Regions from separate parts of the Macaca mulatta genome. Here region 2 is linked to region 1. The links are chromatin contacts, called in public Hi-C maps. All regions are on one chromosome and are shown on one strand. Each heading gives the region's core, a stretch centred on a gene start, on an enhancer-like site or on the middle of the called end of the contact. The rest is flanking DNA. Distances are from core to core; before and after follow the strand shown.

Region 1 (4,575 bases), core at 1,487-3,986:
AAATACAAAAATTAGCTGGGTGTGGGGGCGTGTGCCTGTAGTCCCAGCTACTCAGGAGGCTGAGGCAGGAGAATCGCTTGTTCCTGGGAGGTGGAGGTTGTCGTGAGCCAAGATCGTGCCACTGTACTCCAGCCTAGTGACAGCGCAAGACTCCGTCTCAAAAAAAAAAAAAAACAAAAAAAAAACTGTGTCAAATATTTGTAGTACTTATTTTTTTAAGATAATGGAAAAAGAAGTGCTTTTAGAAAGGCCATAACCCATCTTTGCTCCTTAATTTCTCATTAATCCCAACATCACCCTTAGACACAGCCTAGTATCTCCAATGACACTCCTCTTAAATAAGCCTTGCCTAGACCTGCTTCTCAACACTAACTGTTCTTTCTACCTAGAATCCCCTCCTCTCCCAGCCAAAGGATCTCTCCTTTAAGATCTAAATTGAGTTTTTCCAGTAAACTTTCCACAACAGTCACAGCCCATTGTTTTCTCTCCTCTCAACTGCCAATTTACTATCTGTACATCTCATTATTTGGTAGTGACCATATACTTGCCAACTAAACCTGAAGAACCTTGTCTTAGCCACTTCCCAACCCAATGCCCAGAAGACTGCTTTCCAGAGTAGGTTCTCAAATATTAGGCAGTATAGCAGACATGAAGAATATACCTTAAGTCTTTCTCTTTCTATGTCTGGTTTGAGGAGCTTTCTCAGGAACCGGTTTTCCAGTAACTTTCTTTTTTCCCCTCCAGTCTTTGGACAAAGTATGGAGTTACAAACTTGAACTGTACTTTTATACTTAAACAAGGGCACATTCATTAAACTCTCTAAATTCTGAAATCGCCCAAAGTTTTCTCTGTGCTTTACGATATTGATGGACCTTCTTCCACGAAGCAATCTGAAAGCTTCAAGTTCTTTAGTAGATGCTGTATTCAACACATGCAAGATGGAAGCCTGCTGTTCTGAAGAGAAGAGCTTGTCAAGTGCATTTTCAGGCTCCTTTGCATTTTCATCACAAAATGTAACATTGGGAGTAATTTTCTTAGGTGTAGTGGATTTTTTCCGACAGCAGGAATTATGTAAGACCCGGAACAGGGATGACCTCGACGGGGCCAGAAAGCATCTCCACCTCTCTAAAAGGAAAATGTAGCAAAATGTAAGTTGGATGTCCTACTTCCTTTAGTGTTAGTTGCAAGCTTGACTAGATCCTTTGCAAAGTCACAAATACTTTCCCGGAATTTAAGAACTAGTAGAGGACAATATTAAATTGTCCTGGAGAATCATCTTTAAAAGAGGATTAGTTTTTAAACTATATTACATAGAGTTTTAAATACAGCTTTTGTTGTTTCAAGAGATGTCTTCCGATTTTTATGGGTCAGTCCAAAGTTTTACTACCTAGAAAACTGTATTTTACACCCATTAGGAAGAAGGTAGTTGAAATAATTATTCCAACTGCTTAACGTTTTTGATATTTTTAATTTAGAGGAATCTTTTTGTAACTAATATTTCCTGTTAAGGTTTGTCTTAGGCCGGGCGTAGTGGCTCACGCCTATAATCCTGGCACTTTTGGAGCCGAGGTGGGAGGATCACCTGAGGTCGGGAGTTCGAGACCAGCCTGACCAATATGGAGAAACCCTGACTCTACTAAACATACAAAATTAGCCGGGCGTGGTGGCGTATGCCTGTAATCCCAGCTACCTTCAGGAGGCTGAGGCAGGAGAATCGCTTTAACCCGGAAGGCGGAGGTTGCGGTGAGCCCAGATCACACCATTGCATTCCAGTTTGGGCAACATGAGTGTAACTCGTTTCAAAAAAAAAAAAAAAAAAAAGGTTTCTCTTCACTTCCATTTTCACATTTTAGTATCTCATCTGGTGGAACTGAATAAAATTAAATTTTATACGTTTATAAGAAATGTTTCGCCGGGCGCGGTGGCTCAAGCCTGTAATCCCAGCACTTTGGGAGGCCGAGGCGGGCGGATCACAAGGTCAGGAGATCGAGACCACAGTGAAACCCCGTCTCTACTAAAAATACAAAAAATTAGCCGGGCGCGGTGGCGGGCGCCTGTAGTCCTAGCTACTCAGGAGGCTGAGGCAGGAGAATGGCGTGAACCCAGGAGGCGGAGCTTGCAGTGAGCCGAGATCGCGCCACTGCACTCCAGCCTGGGCAACAGCGTGAGACTCCGTCTCAAAAAAAAAAAAAAAAAAAAAAAAAAAAAAAAAAAAAAAGAAATGTTTCAGCTAAGTGGTAGATTTAAGGGCAGTTTTATTTTCTTCCGTACACTTTTCAAGATTTCTACCATGACGTTTTTGCAAGTATGAGAAACACCATACAATGCATAACTTTGTAAAACCAGTGGGAAGTCACTCTAACATCGCAGCCACAGGAAAGTAATGCGGCCAGAGGTAAGCAAGCGGCTGTGAGAATCTGAACCATCCGCCCACTCTGAGGAGCCACCTGTGGAACCTGAGGCCAGGGAAGCACAAATGTTCCGAAAACCGCCCCGTCAACTAGGCTGGGGCTCCAAGAGAGGGGCCTGAACAAGGGACATGAGGGACATGAGGAAGGAAACACTCCAGGTTCCTCCAGAATACCTCCAGCCCTATTCCATTAGCCTCTAGGGTCAGAGGCTAGTGACAGACAGGAAACTACCCCAGTGTGCCAAGCACCCTACCTCCCGCCATGAAGAGGGTAGGGCCGCTCATCTCCAAATTGAGTCAGTAGGTCTGGTCTTCCTCCATTGACTTCCGGTTCCTGCGTGCTGCGCCCAAAAGCGCTCGGCCTGCACTCGGCGGAAAGGTTGTTGTCCAAGCGGCGTTCCGGCGCAAGGCCGGAGATGTGTCCCGCTGAGCAGTGGGTTGTCTGCGTCTGCGCTGCCGGCTTCCGAGCGGGCGCCTGCCGAGGCCCTGGCCCCGGATTCCGAGTCCCGGGCTGGCCGGCAGTCTTCTTCCACTGCACCGGGGAGACGTTCTTGCCCCTCCCGACTCCTGAGAGCCGCTAGGCCGAATCTCCAGGAAGGCAATTCGGAGGCCAGTGTTAGTCTCTAGTGGGCAAAGTCCCTCCTTCGTGGAGACTCCCTGGGTTTCTCGTAGACACTTAGATTGAGGAGCTCCTGTTGGGGCCCAGCCTGTGGCGCCGGGAGCGGGATCTGGTGGGGGCAGCGTAGACAAGGTCCTCAAATAACCTTTTCACCAGATAGACTGGAATAACGGGGAGAGATGCGAAGTGTTTCAGGAGCTCAACAGGGAAACAGGGCAGGCAAGGGATTAGGGAAGGGCGAGGGAGGAGGAGATTGCGTTGGCGCTGGAGCGGTATTCCACTTAGAAGGGATAAAGGGAGATGAATGTGGCGCCGAATTGAGTTTGTCCTTGAATGCTGGGTGGAGCAGTTGAATACTCCACCAGGGAGGAAAATGCCTGAAGTCCCCGAGGTTTATGATTTGCAGAGTCAGACTGGAGATGTGTTTCTAGAAAATTGGCCATATACTGTATACCGAATGTGAGGCTGGATTGGAGGTGAAGAGCCTGGCAGCAAAGAGAAGTTGCCTCTCCTCTTCCCAGGGGAGAGGCAACCGTAAGGATTTTTTTCTTTCTTTTTTTTTTTTTTTTTTGGACAGTCTTGCTCTGTCGCCCAGGCTGGAGTGCAGTGGTGCGATCTCGCTGCAACCTCCGCCTCCCGATTTCAAGCGATTCTCGTGCCTCAGCCTCCCGAGTAGCTGGGATTACAGGCGCGCGCCACCACGCCCGGCTAATTTTTGTATTTTTGGTAGAGACGGGTTTCACCATGTTGGCCAGTTTGGTCTTGACCTCCTGACCTCAGGTGATCCGCCCACGTCGGCCTCCCAAAGTGCTGGGATTACAGGCGTGAGCCACTGCGCCCGGCCAACCGTAGGGAATTGAACCTGGGAGATGTAAGGAGAGTGGAAAGAAACGGATTCTTTCTGGAAGATGGGGAGCCAGTTTTGTGAAAAACGGGGAATTCCAGGAGGGAGGGAAAGGTGATGAGTTTGTGTTTTTATGAGGCAGCAATGGATTGATTGTTTTGTGTCTGGAAGGCAGTGGGGATGTGGGGGAATCATAAGTATTAATAAAATGTGCTGGTTGGGAGCAGTGGCTCGAGTCTGTAATTCCAGCACTTTGGGAGGCCGAGACGGGCTGATCCCTTGAGCTCTCGAGTTCCAGACCATCCTGGGCAACATGGCGAAACCCCGTCTCTACTAAAAAATTAGCCGGGTGTGGTGGAGCATGCCTGTTATCCCAACTACTGAAGAGGCTGAGGTGGGAGAATCACCTGAGCCCGCGAGGTAGAGGTTGCAGTGAGTGGAGATCGTGTCACCACACTCCGGCCTGGGGGACAGAGCCAGACCTTGTCTCAAAAAAAAAAAAAAGAAAAGAAAAAGAAAAGAAATTTTCTCATAGGAAGTCTAGGTACCTTGGCAGTTTCTGGGGAACTTACGAATCTAACAACAAATTACATCAACTTACGAATCTAACAAGAAATTACATCAACTTTTTCTGCAAAATCAGGAGGAAATAATTTCCTCAACTGTAGGGCTTATTCACCTTACTGAGATGTTATGATTGAA
Region 2 (4,906 bases), core at 2,137-4,636, 120 kb after region 1:
GTATTTTTAGTGAAGACAGGATTTCGCCATGTTGGCCAGGCTAGTTTCGAACTCCTGGCCTCAGGTGATCTGTCCACCTCGGTCTCCCAAAGTGCTGGGATTACAGGCGTGAGCCACGGCGCCCGGCTTAATTCTTTAAAATTCTTTTGTAGAGACAGGGTCTCCCTATGTTATTCAGGCAGGTCTCGAACTCCTGGGCTCAAGCAATCCTCTCATCCCCAGCCAAGCTTCCCTGCTTTAACCACCGACCTGTGCTGTCTCCAGGAGAACATCAGAGTGACCCCTAGTGGACATTTGTTAACATCATAAGGAGGGCATAAGGTTTAAGGCAAGTTAGGGAGTCAAACTGGCAGACGTATAGATGATCAGGAGATGGCTGCGGACTGTATAAAGAAACTTACATTGCAGGGGAGGCAAACCCTGGCATACCAGACTCCCTCTCCCCAACTTTAGCAAGTGCTGGCCTCAGTTTGTACCAAACCATATCCATTGCTCGCTGAAAGTGCTTGATGTTGCCTCTTTTCTGCAGTTATTGAGTTAGGTTTTTTTTTTTTTTTTTCTGAGATGGAGTCTCACTCTGTCACCCAGGCTGGACTGCAGTGGTGTGATCTCAGCTCACTACAACCTCCACCTCCTGGGTTCAAGCGATTCTCCTGCCTCAGCCTCCCGAATAGCTGGGATTACAGGCATGCGCCACCACACCCAGCTAACTTTTGTATTTTTAGTAGAGGCGGGTTTTCGCTATGTTGGCCAGGCTGCTCTCAAACTCCTGAGCGCAAGTGATCCTCCCACCTCGGCCTCCCAAAGTGCTAGGATTACAGGTGTGAGCTATTGTGCCCTAGTCAGATTTTTATTTTTTTTAATTTAGAGACAGACTCTGGCTCCGTCACCCAGGCTTGAGTGCAATGGTGCGATCATAGCCCACTGCAGCCTCCAACTCCTGGTCTCCAGTGATCCTCCCACCTCAGCCTCCCAGCTAGAACTACAGGTGCATGCCACCACGCCCAGCTAATTTGTTTATTTTTTGTAGAGATGGGGTTTCGATGTTTCTTGTCTTGAACTCCTGGCCTCAAGAGCTCCTCCCACCTCAGCTACCCCAAGCTTTGGGATTATAGGTGTTGAAACAGCATACCTGACTGGATATGGATTTTTAAGTAAGTTTTATTTACAAAGGAGTTCTTTGCAATATTATCTCTGTGATATCCCTCTAAATAAATGCTTTTTCCCAGCCCCTGCCTACCAGACATTACCCAGTACACATCTACAACCCCATGAAGACCTTGTTACTGCTCACCCTCCTGGAGAAGCCCCAATGAAACAACATTGTCATTAACTGGCAACGCTGATTGAGAGCTCCTAGGCTAGCTCCGAGATTCTTCACAAAGCTGTGTGGTGCAAGCAGTGCCCTAAATAATTTGCCCCTCTGTAAAAGGCTTTTGTCCTCTGTGCTCTGATATTTGTATAACTTTTTTTTTTTAAGGAAAAAGATTTATAGTTCATTACATTACTCATATGAAATACATTATTCACATAAAATACATTATTTTATGAGCTCCTCCAAACAACTTCATAAGGAAGAGATCATAGCCTTCACTTGGTAGAGAGGAAACTGAGGCACAACTAGGTGACATGAGTTGCCCTAGAGTATGCACTAGGAATGGCAGAACAAAGCTCAGCCTCAGCCATGCCATCTGTGCCAGGTCACTGTGTCTCTGTGGGCCTTGCTTTTCTTATCTACAGAGTAATGGGATTGGAATAGGAGCTCTATCAGGGTTCTTCCAACTCAAACATTTTGTAACACTAAAATTCTGAGGGCTACTTTTCCCTGAAAGATCAGGTAACCAAGCCTCCTGAACTTCACATTTCCATTCAGGAGATCGAGACCATCCTGGCTAACATGGTGAAACCCCGTCTCTACTAAAAATACAAAAAAATTAGCCGGGTGTGGTGGCGGGCACCGGCAGTCCCAGCTACTCGGGAGGCTGAGGCAGGAGAATGGCATGAACCCAGGAGGCGGAGCTTGCAGTGAGCCGAGATGGCGCCACTGCACACCAGTCTGGGCAACAGAGCAAGACTCAGTTTCAAAAAAAACAAAAAACAAAAAACAAAAAAACCTGTGGATTAAAACTTTTTAATAACTTTTTAATATGATAATAATGATAGCTGAGATCAGTAGGGCACACACTCTTGAGTCTGGCACTGTATCAACTGCTTGACAAGTATTATGGTATTTATTACTAACAACCATCTCAAGAGGAAGGTATTATCATCATTATTTCCATGCTACAGAAGAAGAAACAGTGGCTGAGAGAAGTAAAAATAAAAGCACTTACTTAGGATCACAGAGCTATTATGTGGAGCCGAGATTCAAACCCAGGAAATTTGCCAGCAACTCTTAACTGCTGCAAGAGACCACGTGACTTCTACGCGAAAGGGAGATTGGTATTAGGCACATTTCATTCCCTTTAAATGTTCATTATGTAATATTTAAGATAGAAAAAAGGTACATTATGCACAGATAGTGCCTCCTCATTAATTTATGTGTTTTATATTTCCCACTGTGTGCCAAGCATTAGGGATGTGACGCATATTCGCACGCGCGCGCGTGTGTGTGTGTGTGTATTTTCTCATCGTGTACCAAACATTAAGCATGTAGCAACAAATTCCTCCAGATGGAGAGGGTCAAGAGAAAATTAAGGCAATGTTAGAAAAATCATTTAGAGTTTATTATCCAGTGCCACCTCCGTGTCTAGCATTACGCCGGGTAAGCCTGAGTAGAGTATCCGAAAACCCTGCCATAAAATAAACTACAGAGACAGAAAAAAAAGTCACTTAGTTTGGTTATAAAGAAAGGAGTCTGTTCACACAGCATAAAAACGAATCTTATAATCGTATTTTACAAGCATCACAGGCAAAAGCAACTAGTGTGACGGGCTTTCGAAAGTGGAAAGCGCCGGATCCTGGGAGCCAGTCGCCCTATTCTAAAGCATTTTCTGAGGGCTCTGTCCAATAACGTGGGGACGCAACCGAAAACCATGCAAGCAGATTGCTGCTCTCCCAGAGTTTAGAGTCTGGTGAGAAGATCCCTGCTCTGAGTCACTGCCAAGCTCTAGCTATGTGACTTTGAACAGGGAATTTCTGTCCCTGTCTATAAAATAAATGGGGTTAAACCAGGGAATCCGCCATTCAAATTCCGGGCCCAAGCGTCTCCCGGGTCGCGGTGCCCAGAGGAGGGTGGGTGAGGCTCCCTGGGCCTGCGCTGCGGCTGCGTGGCCGCGGGAACGCTGTTCCGGCGCTGAGAGCGTTCGCGTTCCGAAAGCCCGTGTCCCTCGCCGCGTGCCGTCGTCCCCGCCGCCGCCGCCCGCTGGGCCGGAGGAGGCGGAGCTGGTGCTGTCCCAGCTCTCTTGCAGGGAAGCAACTGAGGGGGCGGCACGGCGGGCCTCGGCGGCCGAAGAGGCTGGCAGGTGGCGCCGTGGGGTGGGCGCTCCCGGTGAGAGGAGTCCACTCCATGCGTGCGGGCGGAGGCCGGCCCCCGAGAGCCGCCGACATGAAGAAAGACGTGCGGATCCTGCTGGTGGGAGAACGTGAGTCCACGCTCTAGGGCCGGCCCCTGAGTCCCTGCCCTCCCTGCCCCTGCAGCCCCTGTCGCCCCTGCAGCGCTAACCTTTGCAGCCTGGGCCCTTCTCGCGCCTCACAGCTCCTCTCGCCTCTCTCCGCGTGTGTTTCTAGGCCTTCCAGCCCCTTCGCTCTTCTCTTTTGGCTGCCCGCCGGCGGCCCTCATCCTGTCACCTCACCTGGGCCCTCCAGAGATCTCCTTTCCCTGTTCCCCAGCCGTCCTCGCAAGCCATGTTCCCATTAGCCCCTAACCGCCCGACCTCATCCCTTCGAAGGTTCTCTCCTTTTCCTTTTCAAACCCTGTACTTCTGGGCCTCACAGTTTCCCAGGCCGCCTCCTTTCAGAGCTTCTCGTCTTCCCCTGGAGATTCCCTTGTCACTGCCAGGCAGGTGCTGGAATAAGCAGACTGACCAATTGGGATTGCGTGAACCGGCTCCCGGGGAAGCTGGGGGAGGGGTGCAGAACTATTCGACTTGTGGGCAAGGTCAGGTTTCTGCATCTTTTTGGGCACTCGCAGTCTTCGCTCCCTTTATGCATTACATTAAGATGTGAGTAGTGGAAAGGGCCGGATCCTTTTTAGTAGCACTTGTACTTTGCATTGGACTAACTTCTGGTACTCGAGATATTTCCTCAAAAATTTTTTCTCAACTTCGAGTTATGCAAGCGTTCAATGAATTAGAATTATCTGGGGAGGGTCCAATTATTGTTACCCTAAAGCCTAATCTTTGCCCTCTTTTTAAGCATTATTTTTTCCGTAATTACTTGGTAGTTAACTTATTAATAACTATAGGCACACAGACATTTGGTATCTCCCCCCACCCAGAAATTTCATACATTTCACCTTTTGAAAATATAATAAAGGAGAGTTGCCTCTGTCACTGACATGAGGACACAGCAGCGGGGACTTCTTGTTATCAGTCTGCAAGTTATGTGACTCATGTGCTAGGACTAAAATAAGAAAGTGGGCCGGGGACAACTGGATTGTTTGTTTTAAAGTGTTAATACATTTGTTAATACTCTGCCATTGCTGTTTCGAAGCATTCTATTCTAAATCATTATTTCATTCTTAGTAACCCCTCAGGGTCACCATGATGGACTCCCAAGGAAAGTTAACACATTTTTTACCCTCTTCTGTAGCGTTCTTTGATGTTCATTGAAATTTCATCCACCTGCTGTTTGGAGAAATCTTCCTTTAGAATTAGAATTTAGGGGTAAGCTTAGCCAGCCATAGTTTACTTTTTGATTTGCAGTTGTAAATTTTAATTTTTATTTATAACTATATCTTAATCTG

What was found. A called contact is a pair of places that touch in the nucleus more often than the background predicts.
Region 2: a contact with region 1 is called in a Hi-C map of liver, with 2.8 times the contacts expected there. The contact joins the promoter of RHOT1 here to the promoter of TEFM in region 1. A contact is called at or near these places in 2 of 14 Hi-C or Micro-C datasets (fetal cortical plate and liver).

Annotation. Positions count from the first base shown.
Region 1 is chr16:41,587,179-41,591,753 of T2T-MMU8v2.0, forward strand. It overlaps TEFM (transcription elongation factor, mitochondrial), which reads right to left and starts at 2,737. Exons shown (of 4, transcript XM_001112593.5): 1 at 2,665-2,737; 2 at 662-1,125. The coding sequence starts at 2,695. It overlaps LOC114673090 (a long non-coding RNA gene), which reads left to right and starts at 2,831. Exons shown (of 2, transcript XR_013406285.1): 1 at 2,831-3,025.
Region 2 is chr16:41,710,899-41,715,804 of T2T-MMU8v2.0, forward strand. It overlaps RHOT1 (ras homolog family member T1), which reads left to right and starts at 3,387. Exons shown (of 18, transcript XM_077970756.1): 1 at 3,387-3,584. LOC114673091 (a long non-coding RNA gene) reads right to left here and starts at 2,466. Exons shown (of 3, transcript XR_003723690.2): 1 at 2,334-2,466. It also overlaps the pseudogene LOC144335206.